2 separate regions of the Gossypium hirsutum genome follow, and region 1 is linked to region 2. The links are chromatin contacts, called in public Hi-C maps. All regions are on one chromosome and are shown on one strand. Each heading gives the region's core, a stretch centred on a gene start, on an enhancer-like site or on the middle of the called end of the contact. The rest is flanking DNA. Distances are from core to core; before and after follow the strand shown.

Evidence for each region. Hi-C and Micro-C count contacts between places; a contact is called where the count stands out from the background.
Region 1: a Hi-C map of leaf shows a contact between it and region 2, with 1.9 times the contacts expected there. The contact joins the promoter of LOC107891398 here to the promoter of LOC107891456 in region 2. A contact is called at or near these places in 5 of 34 Hi-C or Micro-C datasets (callus and leaf).

What each region holds. Positions count from the first base shown.
Region 1 is chrA11:97,942,876-97,946,041 of Gossypium_hirsutum_v2.1, forward strand. LOC107891398 (disease resistance protein RPS2) reads left to right here and starts at 1,685. Exons shown (of 9, transcript XM_041081909.1): 1 at 1,685-1,828.
Region 2 is chrA11:97,806,524-97,810,042 of Gossypium_hirsutum_v2.1, forward strand. It overlaps LOC107891456, which reads left to right and starts at 1,991. Exons shown (of 2, transcript XM_016816270.1): 1 at 1,991-3,195; 2 at 3,510-3,519. The coding sequence starts at 2,443.

The DNA.
Region 1 (3,166 bases), core at 435-2,934, 140 kb after region 2:
ACAAAGTAATTTAGATTAAGTTAATTTACAACCCGTTCCAAAAAAAAACATTTTTTTAGGCATATGGAAATTACATGGCTAATATATATTTTATATGATAAACAATGATTTAATGACTTCATTAGTCATCTGTTAAAGACTTAACATTCTAATGACTTAAATGCAAACTTTTAAATAGTTCAATGACTATTTTGTAACTTTTTGAATTAGAGAGACCCAAGTGTGAATTTATTAATAGTTCAATGACATTGGGTGTAATTTACATTTTATTTTATAGTGAGACCATATGTATTAAACGAATTGAGATTATGAATAATTTTGAAATCCACCCTTTTAGGTGGAATTTGAAAAACAAATTTAAACAGCTAAATCTTCTCTTGAAAATCATTATAAAATTTGAAATTTCCATTATTTTTACTCAAACAAATAAATTCATGAAAGTTGAAAGTAATTTTTTTTTCTTCAAATCACTTTACCAATTACATAGCTAAGGTTTTGAACTAGAATTACAAGATTTTCAAAAGTTTAAAAAGAATTTTAAAATTTAAATTTCTAAATACAAATTCATCAAAATGAAGCATAACTATTTTAAATACTCTCTTGGTTTGATTATTTTCACTACATACATATATATATTGATGCCATATCTAAATTAATCATATTATTTCCGATTCTTAAATTGAAGGATATGTTTAAATGCATTTGAATTATGTCCTCTATTTTATTAAAATTTAATCAATTTTCACGCAAGTATAATAAAAATATATATTCAATACAAATGTACAATTTTAGCTATATAACTAAAATATTAAAAGGTGATCTATATCTCACAACTTTAAAATAAAAAATGGACGAAAAAAACTAAAATATATAAAAATTATTTTTTACTAATTTAGCCATTGCATTTAGTCTCCATTTTTACTACTTAGATGATAACTTGAATTTATGAATTATATCATACCAAAATCACTTACTTTTTTTGGTGAAAAAGATAAAAAAATATCATATTAAACAATCATAATCAGAAAATTTGAAACTCTAACAATCTTAACAATCGCTACTATCTCTTCTGGAATTTTTGCAAATACCTGCAATGTTGAATTTCTCTTTGAAGTCATTTTTTGTAAGACTGTCTACAACTTAATTTCTCTCTCTGGGGATGTGGTTAATTTCCCATTGTTTCATGGTTTGTAAGACCATATGGATTCTTCTAACTAAGGCCGAAGTTAATTCAGTCATGTGAATGTCTTGAAGAGCTTTGACTACCTCCAAATTGTTTATGTGAATGGAAAACTTCTTACATTCCTCTCTTTGAAAAATAGTTAGGCCATCTAAAATTCGCCACAATTTAACATAAAAATTAAACAAAATCCCAAATACCAATTATATCCAAAATTTATTGCCCATCTTGCTTATTCGCCACCCCTCTAACAGCAACCCATCCTATATTCAACTTAACAGCGCAATATGTAAATAAATGAATCCAAATAATAATAATAAAAACCGCTTTCAATTTCAGATTGGTGGATCCAAAGAAAATGAATGAATTGTCATTTTCTATATGGAAATTAATGTGTAAACCCGTGACTAAAGTTGGAAGACCAAGACTTTTGGTTTCAAAACAAATTATTTAAAGCAACATTTAAGTAATTGAAAAAGAAAGAAATATATTGTAAAGCTTTATTTATATACTTATAGAAGTAGTAGTAGTATTTATCCAACTTTGTACCTTTGGGTATTTACCTTTGATTCTCTGCTCCTTCATTCTCAGTCTCACTTGCTTTTCAAAAGAAATTAAAACTCTAAACCTCAGGCGGAGGAGGAGGATGTACGGTGCTTTGTTTTTTTCATTTTTTAATTATGATATTTACTCTTATTTTTTTCCCACATTGATATCTAGGAGGAGTATCTATGATAATAATGTTATTCTTTCTTTTCTTTTCTTTTTTTGTTATTGAATATATGCTGCGCAGGTGAGATTATCAAATTATAAGATGATCATTTAATTTAATTTATGTCACTCGGGCAGACCCAAAAAGTGAAAGGATTTGGATAAAAATATAGATTCAAAAAATGGGTTTGGGGCAAAAAAAGGCCCGTTTAAAAATGGGCTGGGCCTTGAGTAAGATTTTTTTGGCCCAAGCTCAGCCAAGCCTAAATATGCAAAAAAAGTTTTTATTTATTTTCCTATTTTCTTGCTTCTTTTTTTTATTTATTGTTTTGTTGCTATTTTCCTATTATTTTTTCATTATTTTGCTACTATTTCACTATTATGTTGCTACCATTTTTTTGCTATTATTTAGATGTTGTATAACTCTTGTTTTATTATTAATTTTTTTTACTATTTTAGAGACATTTGCTTGTTAAGTTGCACTTATCTTAGTGTTATTTAAATATACATTTTTTTTAAAAATTTATTTTTAATTTATTGGGAACATTTACTTTAATGTTTTTAATATTTTTAATGTATTATATTTTTTAAAAAATTATATAAAAGAAATCATATAAAAAGATTAATACGGCCGAACCTGAATTGTAGCATTTTTATTCAGGCCGGACCCAACAAACAAGCTTAAAATTTTGGTTGGGCTCGATTTAATCCATGAACACCTCTAGTTTGTATTAACCTGGCATTAATAAACTAAAGGGTTTTGATATATAGAAAGAGTTTACAATTTTTTATGAATAAATCCAATTACCAAAATTGATAAAATTGTTGACTTGAAGTATTTGATATCCAAATCGTGAAATAATCAATTAAAATATTCTAACCAATATATAATTTCATAATATCAATCGTTTTACAAATGCTAGCAACTAATTTGTTAAATTTTCAAAGTCAGGAAAACATTTCAAAGAAAAGTTGATCAAAACCACTGAATAGCAAAAAAAATATATATATATATTTTTAACTTTGGTGTATAAATTGATTACTCTAATAATTTGATGCTAAATTATTTCATAAATAATTGAGTGATTATTTTTTTGTTATTTATTAACGGTTTACTATTAATATTATTAATCATGCATTATCATTTCACAATTAATAATATTTATAATTACAAAGTTTATTATCAATATTTTCTATTAATTTCTACTATTAAAAAATGAACTAATAATTTTATTTTAAAATATTTTGCATTACTAAAATCATACAATTTAATTA
Region 2 (3,519 bases), core at 741-3,240:
GGCCCTTAATTTTTTTTAAAATTTTAAATTAGTAAAAATAAAATTACAGTTTGACCTCTCCTAAAATTATAAAAATTTGATTTAATTCTTTATAAATTATAAAGATATAAACTATAAAAAAATAAAATTTCGTTCGGCCCCCTAAAAAAAATTTCTGGCTTTCACACTAACTTGAATCCTCTACCACTTCGAAAGAACTTGAAAAGGAAACAAACTTCAAAAAAATCAAGAGAAAAATCACTTTTAACTCTCAAATTCACAAACTATTTTTCCAAAGTGAGAAAAACTTCAATATTCATTAACTTGGTCTAAAAGTGGGTGGCAAATGTCCAATGAAAAAAAAATGAAAGAGATACAAAAAAAATTTTAAAAAAAGATTTAAAATAAAGATAAGAGGTAAAAAAAACAATTTAAAAGAGAAAAATATTTAAATGTCCCCATTATCTCCAAGTCTCCTTATTCAAGCTACCTTCTTATCATTTATTGTATGCGGACGTAATTTACTTGGTATAGAATCAACCAATGTGGGCTGCACTTCTTGTAAAACGGACTATCACAAATTTTGCTTTGATTTTCTTTAGGCTTATTAACAGCTAATCCGTAAAGTCCATTGGATCTGTCACGACTCTTTTTCTAATTCAATCCAACAAGAGCATGGCCGAAAGAGAAATTTATTTCAGAACTCCAAAATTGATCCAACAAAAGTTAAACTTGGACTTCTTAACGTCACACTCATCATAAGCCTCATTCAAGCTAATATAAATGATTTCTTGAATAAGAATTCAATTTGATTTTCACTTGTCTCACCTTGCTTTTAATAATTAGCCCATTAGGCAAAGTCATGTTTTGTGGCTTCGGTCTACAACTCATGGGTTGGTATCATCTTCATTTATGAATTCAACATATGTTATTTTTAGGAAAAATAAATACCCAATCAATAAATCACTGTCTAAATTTTTTTTTATATTTTTTATAGTTAAAATGATGGTCAATATATTGATTGAGTCTTAACTTAATTGATAAGAATATTATTATTAATGTAAGGACGTGAGTTGAAGTGTACTAAGTGTATTATGATCTTATTTATAAAACAGAGAAAAATTGAAAATTGAAAATGTCCAAAAAAGCAGAGAGTGAATGCACGTTTTATATAAATTAATGAAACAGACCAAGTCTAGGCAGCGTAAAGTCTATACATGGTAATAACATATGTATCAGTCTTATATTCTTCTTCTAAATGTTAATATGGTATAAGCCATGTTGTATTAATCATATTAAAATTCTATCATGTTCAAAATTACTAATTACCAACTTGTACATAGATTCTTTTCTTTATTTTTTATATTAATTTCTTCCCAGGCCACTCCATGGTTCAACCTAAGCTAGGTTTAGGTTGGGGAGGCAGTTTTTAACAATACGAAGGCTTTAGCTGCAACGTGTTTGGTTTCCATGGAAAACGACTTACCAAAACAGACACAATGTGTTTCTTGTAATAAAAAAACACTTCCCTAATGCATACTCGAGACGGATTCCCCTCTCTTTAACCTAAACTTGCTATATATGTATATATATAAATCCAACTCTCATGAAAGTTACCAGTGGATCAATACTTTGTTGATGATGGAAGACAAGTTTATTATCTGTGTTTGAAAATATGCCTACCCAATAAAGGTTTTATGAGAGGTAAATCTAGATGGTTTAGGAGAGAAACGATCTTTAACTTTGTAATTATAATAAAAGGAAGATACCAGTCCCTGGACAGTTGTATGCCCCTTTCACTTTCATCTTTTCTATCTTATTTTTCTCATTTTTTTTTTCTTCGAAAACCTACCAGTCACTATCATTCCAAGCAAACTCCTACAAGCAACCGACACCTCCTTTTCCTTTTCTCTTCCTCGTTATTTTTTTTTTCTCATCATCCAAATTGGGAATCATTACTTAGTTTAATAATAATATGAAAAAATATACTATTGGGTGTGGTTATAGTATTCAAAACATTATCTGGTTTATTGTAGGCTGTTGGCTTCACTTTAACCAAACTGTTGGTATAGTATTCAAAACTTTTAACTGTTGACAAAAAAATAAAGAAAAAATTAAAAAACTAAAAAGAAATATCCTGGAACTGGGTACTTGAACCCTGTAAGGGAAGGCATTCTCTTAGTGGGTCCCTTTGGACCACCCTTAATTTGTCATCCTGTTAGAAGGGATAAGCTCATAGGAACTCAAAACTGTCATTTTTTTCTTGGTTGAAAGGTTTAATCTCTCACTCCAAAGAGCTAGAGGACACCATTTGTGCTGGTGGCCTTTGCTCTCATCACTCATAATTCCACATAAAACTCCTTGTAAAGCCACCTTTTTTGATCCAATAATTCAAATCCCTTCACCCACCTCACTTCCTATAATAACTCCCCCATTTGAATCAGATTCCATTTCCTAAAAAATATGATTCACCAAGAGATGGATATTGATCATGAATGGGTTTTCCTCCCTGATAATAGATTCCTGGATATCAATCAAGACCATGGAGGAAAACGAGTTTCTGATTCAAACCTTGTTTTCTTCACAGACTACTTCGATGAAGAACAGTCTCCGCCGTCAGGGAATTCAGGGAAGATAGCTAAACAAGTTGTCCCAGTTCCATTTCCATTGGAACCAAGAATCCTTAAGGTTCCAGAAAATGAACTAGGGAAGGAAATCACCAAAAGGGTACCTCTTGATTTCAGTTCTACACCATCCATGATCCTTGAGAAGATCAAAGAAGCTGGTATGGAATCAGTTGGAGGTGATAAAGAAGTGAAGACACAAGTTTCGTTTAGGAAACCAAGTTACAACAACAATGAATCTGTCGACATGACCAACAAAATGGACTCACCAAGGTCCACTACGAAAGGAGTTATCCCTCAATTGGATGCTGCAGGTACGTTTAATTTTGACGATGAAACTGGATTTTTGGAGAACATGAGTTCCCCCAAAATAAAAGATTTGGTGGAAAAGAAAGCTGAGAATAAAGATGTAAACTGGGAAGAAAGCTCTGGTGGCCTTAATTTATGGAAATGGAGTTTGACTGGTATCGGAGCCATCTGCTCTTTTGGTGTTGCTGCGGCTACTTTTTGCATCATCATTTTTGGAACTCAACAAAGGAACAAACAACAACTGAACCAGAAACTGCTGTTCCAACGTTACAGTGATGACAAGGTATGAAAATTTTCTCACTTTTTCTTGTCTATTTTTTTAACTTTCCTGGAAAATTGAGAATCTTTGTAAATTTATAGTTTTAACTGATCTGATATTTGTTAAATAAAACATGTTGATGTGAACATTAGAGATATATTTTGTCTTCTTTATTACCCCTACAATGCAAATAATAATGAAAAGGATATACACATTTCATCATTTAAGAGTCCAAATTAAAAAGCAACACCATTTCTTCCAAATTACATCACATTAAATTTAGGCCCATTTTTAGATAATACTTGTAGATTAAGTAACTTAATTTGTTGTTATTGTAGAGGATGAAGC